2 separate regions of the Mus musculus genome follow, and region 1 is linked to region 2. A link is a contact called in public promoter capture Hi-C data. All regions are on one chromosome and are shown on one strand. Each heading gives the region's core, a stretch centred on a gene start, on an enhancer-like site or on the middle of the called end of the contact. The rest is flanking DNA. Distances are from core to core; before and after follow the strand shown. Region 1 overlaps Ophn1 (oligophrenin 1). Region 2 holds the start of Las1l (LAS1-like (S. cerevisiae)).

Region 1 (3,704 bases), core at 804-3,303, 2.9 Mb after region 2:
AAAGATTGTCCCCTTCCTCACTATCACACTGAAGATATACTAGCACACTACAAATGGTGGGAGGGGGACATGTCTCAGGGAAGAGGACACACCAATACCTTGTGTGAGAATGTGGCTGCTCAGATGTGGTGACCTAGAACGGCTCTCTTATCAGCTCCTACTTTACTGTCCCTCAATTTCTCATAGGGCCCTATGGCAGGATGATATTTACACTCGTGTTCCTTTGCTTGTCACTTCCTAAAAGGTACTCCGGAATTTTCAAAGAAAGATGCACACATAACTCCAGCCAAGTTACCGATACTACCCATTTAAGTTTATCACATAAATACTACCATAAATATATGTGTAAGTACTTAAATAGTTTATTAAGAATTTTTAACTCTGATGATAAAGATCAACACTTGCTTAGCATGTATACAGCTCTGAATTCGGTCCCCAGCACTGCAGACATGCATGGTGTGGGGGAAGGTTTTATTTTCAATTACATTGTCTTATACATATATTCAGTGACTGAAGTTGGCACTACAGTCTCCATGAAGTTGAGAAAATTGAGACTTTAAGAAAGTGGTAGAGAATAGGTAAGCATTCCCGTGGATAAAGTGCTTACCATGCAAACACGAAAACCTGACTTTGCATCCCCAGTATCCATGCAAAGCCTCGGCATAGTGGCACACATCTGTAACCACAGTGCTGGGGGCGGGGAGGGGAAGTGAGCCTAGCCAAATATATGAGGTTGCATCCTCACCCTCAGACAGGTCCAGGCCTACCTGGCATTTCTTAGACTCTGTCTCAAGACAGCAAAACAAAGGTTAACTCCAAACAGAAGCTTTCCCGGTTCAAGGAAAAACACTGTCTCAAAAAAAAAAAGATAGGGAACAACTGAGGGAGACTCCCGCCATCCACACACCCACAAGCACCTCTCTGAACCTCTTCTACAAGTCAGTTTTATATTCTCTCTGACCTGCTTACAAAGGAGAACCTGTGATTACTCTCTCAAGCTAAGCTTGTCCAGCTCACTTCATTTTGGTAAAGTTATCAGAAATCACATAAGTTGCCACACACTTCAAGGGAAAAAAAAATCCTCATCAAATCATCCCAAAATAATGCCACTGAAATAAAAATCATACAATCAAACACAAAGAATATATAGGAACCGAAGAAACTAAAAGGTTATTCACACCATTCCTTTTCTTCAGGCTTCAGTGAAATATTATCTAGCCAGTTGCAAACAGCCTGCCCGGGCAGTGTGCCCTGTGGTGACTTCTGTGGTTCCTGTCCCATCTCCTTCATTGCTTAGTATATTACATCATTGTTGACTATAAAGGGAGCTGCTCTCTGGCCCCTTTAATGAACAAGAAATTCACAAACTTATCAAAGAGAGAAATGAGCCCCTGTTACCTTATGACAAAGAGAGAGTGTAACATCAACACCTTGCCTTTTTCTAAGACCAGAGCTGCAGATTGCTTCTATATCACCTCAACTGAAAAGTTCATCTCAGAGCTCAAAGTTCCAAAGCAATAGATACACACAAAAGGACCTTCATAAATGATCCAAAATACCCAAAGATAGAACATAATAGGCAAGAGGACTGGAAATTTGAGATGAGCCTAGACAACATAACTAAACTATGTCCAAACTGGAGGAGAGGGGAGGGGAGGGGAGGGGAGGGGAGGGGAGGGGAGGGGAGGGGAGGGGAGGGGAAGAGAAGGGAAGAGAAGGGAAGAGAAGGGAAGAGAAGGGAAGAGAAGGGAAGAGAAGGGAAGAGAAGGGAAGGGAAGGGAAGAGAAGGGAAGGGAAGGGAAGGGAAGGGAAGGGAAGGGAAGAGAAGAGAACTTTATACTAGAGAACCATTGAACTATTGTGATTTTGAGTGGGCATTTGAGAAAGCAAAACTCCTAGATCAGAACTGAGAACTGACACTGTGTTATACCCCAGGGTGGGAACTAAGAAAACAACCCTTTGCCCATTCAAGTGGCAAGTTACCTCAGAGTGCCATCTGGATACCAAGCATTCATAAAGTATGAGGAAGTAGGCTATTTCCAGAAGCACTTCCTTGCACACCTCACTACACAAGCCCAGCCAACACCAGACACAGTCAAGGAATGAGATGCCTTGCCAGAGCCAACCACAGCCAATCAACATTGCTCTGTTTATTTCAGTCTTGTGAGTGCTACTGTTTCCCGGATTCAATGAACTAATTCTGCCATCTGCCACACCAACCATTGAATATCTCAAATCAAAGGGGTGGGCTTATGCATTATGATTATGTTCTTGAAAAAGTAGATATTATTATAAAAATGAGTGTTGGGTAAGATGCTGACCCCTGCTTTAGTACAAAGAGAGACAAAAGACCTCCAGAAAAGAAAATGGCTACTCTTTACCCCATCTTCCTTTAGTTCTAGAACTTTCAATAAAGAGCAAACGAGGAATGATGCAAGACTACAGAGTTTCCCTCCACCAATTATCTTCAAAGAAAAACTTTACAGAGCATTTCAAAGCTAATGACAGCAGTGGTACATTTCTCTTTTTTTTGCCAGGAGGATGGGAGAATTTTTCATTAACATTTTTTCTAGATTTTTGTCTTGTTTGGGGACAGAGTCTTGCTACATAGTGTTGGCTGGACTGGAACTCACTATGTAGCCCAGACTGGCCTCCAACTTGCAGCGATCCTCTAGCCTCTCTGGTGCTAGAACTGTAGCCATGAACCACCACGCCTGGCTTTAAACACCAGGATATTAAGAAAATTGCATGCAATGGATTCAGGCATAAAAGACAAAGCACTATCATTTGTGAGAAAATTAATGGAACTGGAGGACAGACAGTATACTGCATGAAATAAGTCATGAACAGGAAAATGAACACAGCAGGTTCTTGTTTATCTGTGAAAGTTTACCTCAAAAGTTTACCTCAAACTGAAGGAGGCAGAATACTAAGTACTAGAGACTGAAAGGGGATAAGGGGAAGGAAAATGGAGGGAAATCAAATGATGGGCACCAAAATATAGACAAGAGCAATAAGTGTTGTTCTACAGCACATTAGGGTGACTAAAGTTCACAATGTAATTATATATGTTATAAAGAACTCGAGAAAGAACTTAGTGTCTACAAATATCAAACATTGTAAGACAATGAAACTTACTGTTATTTGATCAGTGTGTATTGTATCTATGGAGTGAACTATCACACTGTAGCCCATAATAGAGTTACTACATGTTAATTAAAAAGGGGAAAAAATGAACATTATGTTATTAACTCTTGCTTGGCTCATAAACGCAGATGCATGTCATGAGAAACCTGTGTAACGCAACTGATCAGAAATTTCCAGAATAGCCAGAGGCTACTGGAGGTCCACACATTACCAAGAAGAGTTAACTCCTTAAAGGACACACACACACACACACACACACACACACACACACACACTTCAAAATTCTCCCTGGAAAGAAGACCAACCAAGCAAGTGCTGCCTTGCCCAGTGGGCAACTGAATGCTTTAATCAGCCAGATCTTGCCGGACTTGTTAGACCTGACCCAAAAGCAACAATTGCCTCAGTAATGGTGCCAGGCATAGGCTAGCTAGCACAAAGCTGCCTACTGCAGTGGAAATCCCTATAATGGGGCACTGCTACAAAACCATGCCAATTATCCCCCTACTGCCAAGGAAGCAGGAACTGATTGAAGGCACATGGGTAAGAGGGAGGCAAAG
Region 2 (3,788 bases), core at 326-2,825:
AAATTTGGTCTAGAATAATCATGACATATGTAGAACACAATATGCTGTAGATGTCAGAATAAATGACTACATGAAATAATATGGGGAACACAGATAAGTGACAGAAACAGAGGACAAAGGGAGAGACATCCAAACAGATTGAACAAGGCTTTGTCACATGAGAAAACTCAGTAGTAGCCCTCCCCCCAACATGTATGAAATATTCTGAATTTCATACCTCCTACACATTCTAGAAGGGAAGGAAGAACAGAAGAGAAAAAACTTTCTGGAAAAGGGAAAGAGGGTTGTGTGGACAAGACATACCTGTGAACAAGACATAGTCATGGCCACGTTAAAAAAACAAAAACAAAAACAAAACTCAGAGGTTGATTCACCCACAAAGGCCCATCCGTGGCTTTTTGTTTCAGGTAGTACCCGAATCCATGTTTACCAGTTCCCAAAGCCAACACCCCAGTCTTACCCTGTGCAGGTCTTACCTGACCAATGCCATGCCATAGAGCAGTCTAAGTTCATCAGTGCCCAAGGTACCGGCTGCATCGATGAGCTTGCATCTTACCAGGTCAGCAGTAGAAGCCACTGCCAGGGGCAGTTCGTTGCCTAACCTAAAGGGCCACAGCACCATCATAAAAATCAGTACATTGTTCTATCCTCTACCAGAGAAGCTTGGTCGTTGTACTATACACCCCCCACCCCCCCCCTACATACTGAAAAGTGCACGGAGATACAAAACCCTGTGGAAAAGACGGGGTCAAGTCCCCGGGATCCAACAATAATAAAGGAATTGAGAAGCTGGCTGGGGTGAACAGGACATCAACAGTTGTGTGGACACAGTCCGTTTTCTCCCCGCTCAAATTATTTAGGTATGGGAACCCCAAATCTCTATATCCCGCCCCCATCAAACGAACTGAGCCTTCTCAATCCTGAATCTAACCTAAACGGTGACAGTCCAATCCCTAACTGGAACCAGAAAGCCACCCTAACATATCAACCTACTCTTTTAGTCCCGGGCTCAGGTTCCCTCTATTTTGGACATAAAACTTAAACCTCACAGACACAAAAATATTATTGGAACGTACGCCCTGTTTTCCTTCGACGAGTACAGGAGCATGGCTGCAACTTTTCCCCAGGCACTTAGGAGAGAGGCACCATAAGGCAATTTCAGGGAAGGCTATAGAAGATGTGGCCGTAGGGGAATTCGACCAAGGAAGGAGTGAGGCACCACCAGCGCCCAGGCAGGAGGGTTGACCCGGCCGCCTTACCTGCTCCTCCATACTGTAATTCGGTTCAGCGCATACTGCTGCAACTTGTGATCATCGCAGAACAGATAAACCGTCACTTGCTCCCACTCAGCCCTGCTGAGCCAAGAGACGACGATACCCCTGGCACTCGGCGACTCAGGCTGGTTCTCTTTGAAGGACTGCCCGTCCCACGCACGCCACACGCGATCCATGCCCTGGGAGCCAAGAGCAGGTCTCCGCCCGGATTCCCAACCTCAACTGAAGTGCGCAGCATGCTGCGCTACACACTGCCCTTGCTCCAAACGGCACACCATTAGCCAATTGGAGAATATGACCCCGACGTCAGCCCGCCTCTCAACGTGACTGTAGCCAATAGGAACGTGGGACACAGGTCTGACGTGCGGAATTCTGGCACCGCTCGCTGCCGGAAGCGTTCATTCACAAAGCCGCCTACCCAGAAACACAGTCCTTTCAGCTTCTAGGTTCCCATAATTTCCTGTCTTGTTGAGCGTCGTCTGTCCCAGCGTGTATGGACTTTAAGGAGAAAAACAAAAACAAAACAAAACAAAGCTTTGCGCCCCTTGGCGGTCTACGGAAGAATTGCTCTCGATTACAGTACTTAGGGTGCTTTCAAGGTTCTTTTTTTTTTTTTTTTTTTTTTGGTTTTTGGCTTTAAGATTTGGTAGAACAAAATCGGCTTTCTTGACAAGTACTGAGTAAATTAATAGCAGCATGTTAGGAGGAAGGAAAGAGAACAGTGTGAGAAGGGTCAGAACCAGTAAAAGATGATAATAGGGGCAGGAAGTTAATATGAGCAAAGTACATGCGTGAAAATGTCATAACGGAACCCACTATCTTATATGTTAAATAGCGGTAAGAGCACTGACTGCTCTTCCGAAGGTCCTGAGTCCAAATCCCAGCAACCACATGGTGGCTCACAACCATCTGTAATGGGATCTGATGTCCTCTTCTGGGGCGTCTGAAGACAGCTACAGTGTACTTATTTATAATAATAGTAAATAAATCTTTGGGCCGAACTGAGCAGGGACTGAGAGAGCAGGGCTGACCTGGGGGAGCAGGGACTGAGCTCGCGGAGTTGATTGGAGCAAGCGAGGTCTAGAGGAGCAAGCAGGTTGACTGGAGCGAGCACAGGTCCTAAATTCAATTCCGAACAATCAGATGAAGGCTCACAACTATATGTACAGCTACAGTGTGTACTCATATACATAAAATAAATAAATAAATAAATAAATAAATAAATAAATAAATCTTTTTTAAAATAAAAGCATTACTAAGAAATATGTAAGCTGATAGATGCCCGTTGCACAGTGATTTAAGGCCTGAATGACTGGAATTAGAATTATCTTGAGAGTATAGAATCAGGGTTCTAGTCTTACCTTTCCTTTGCCACTATCAATGTGACCTTGGACAAGTCTCTGCCCCTTTCCTGAGGTTATTAGTCTAGACTCCAGTTATCTACCACATCCCTGTGCAAATGCTTTCAGTTAATACTCTTTCCCTTGCTTTCATATGACTCCCCATAACACTCATGAATGACTTTCATGTTTATCTCCCACTACAAAGCCATCTATTGTGTTGTTCTTTAAGTATTCTCCCTATGACGATAGCCTAAATAAAATAATTCTTCTAGTTGACCTGTGCATTTTGTCATTTTACTGAAGTTGGTTTTGTCTTTATTAATTTACCAGTGAGGACACTGAAGCTCAGCCCTGTGGCCTCGTATGGGACTGCTAAGAAAGGAGGTAAATGAGCCAGAGGTGGTTCCATTGTTCAAATGGCAGAAGACTGGAGTGCAGATCACCTGTTAACTCCAGTGCCACAGACACCAAACACCAATGGCTTCATCTGGCACCTGGATTCATATAACATACCCCAACACAAATACATATAATTAAAAACTCTAAAGAATTAAGAAAACATGTTTTCTTAAGTTATGTGTAACTCTAAGGCTAGTCTCAGTTTAAAATTCTCAGATACGGAGCTGTGTTCTCCCTGTTTACACTACTTAAGACCATGAGAACTATAAAAACAAGAGACCCCAGTGTTTAATACACTATCCCCAACAGTTATCCCCACTATGTTTCATATTTATCAGATGGTTCCTAAACAAAGGCATTACTGTGGTGTTTCTTGGATTTTCTTTTTGATATCAAGGTTTAGTTTATGTGTCTGAGTGTTTGTTTGCATATATATCTGGGTACCAAGTGTGTGCTGGTGCCCACGGCTGTTCCTGCCTCTCTTAATCTCTGCCTCTGCCTGTGCATTTCTTTTTTGTTTTGGTTTGGTTTTGTCTTTGTTTTTTTTTCTTTTTTTCAAAAACAATTTTTATTAGATATTTTCTTCATTTACATTTCAAATGCAATCCCGAAAGTTCCCTATACCCTCCCCACGCCCTGCCTGTGCATTTTGAACTCTCTCCTTATAGCACTGCCTCCCCACCCCTGCAGCTTCCCCTCTGCCTCTTTGCCTCCACCTCCTCTCCACCCTGTCTCTCTGCCTTTTCACCCCTGCCTCTCTAAGTCTCCCCTC

Evidence for each region. Promoter capture Hi-C pulls out the DNA fragments that hold promoters and counts their contacts.
Region 1: a contact with region 2 is called in a promoter capture Hi-C map of liver, with 2.9 times the contacts expected there. The contact joins the enhancer-like site here to the promoter of Las1l in region 2. A contact is called at or near these places in 5 of 39 promoter capture datasets (the 3T3-L1 cell line, the C10 cell line, hippocampal neurons and 2 more).

Annotation. Positions count from the first base shown.
Region 1 is chrX:98,868,673-98,872,376 of GRCm38.p6, forward strand. All of the region lies in intron 2 of Ophn1 (oligophrenin 1), which reads right to left. Among named protein-coding and RNA genes, the nearest start is that of Ophn1, 20 kb to the right of the region's middle. Within about 2 kb of position 2,054, at least 17 of the 459 cell types and tissues checked have an H3K27ac peak or open chromatin away from gene starts, as enhancers often do.
Region 2 is chrX:95,955,399-95,959,186 of GRCm38.p6, forward strand. Las1l (LAS1-like (S. cerevisiae)) reads right to left here and starts at 1,576. Exons shown (of 13, transcript NM_152822.3): 1 at 1,260-1,576; 2 at 477-602. The coding sequence starts at 1,450.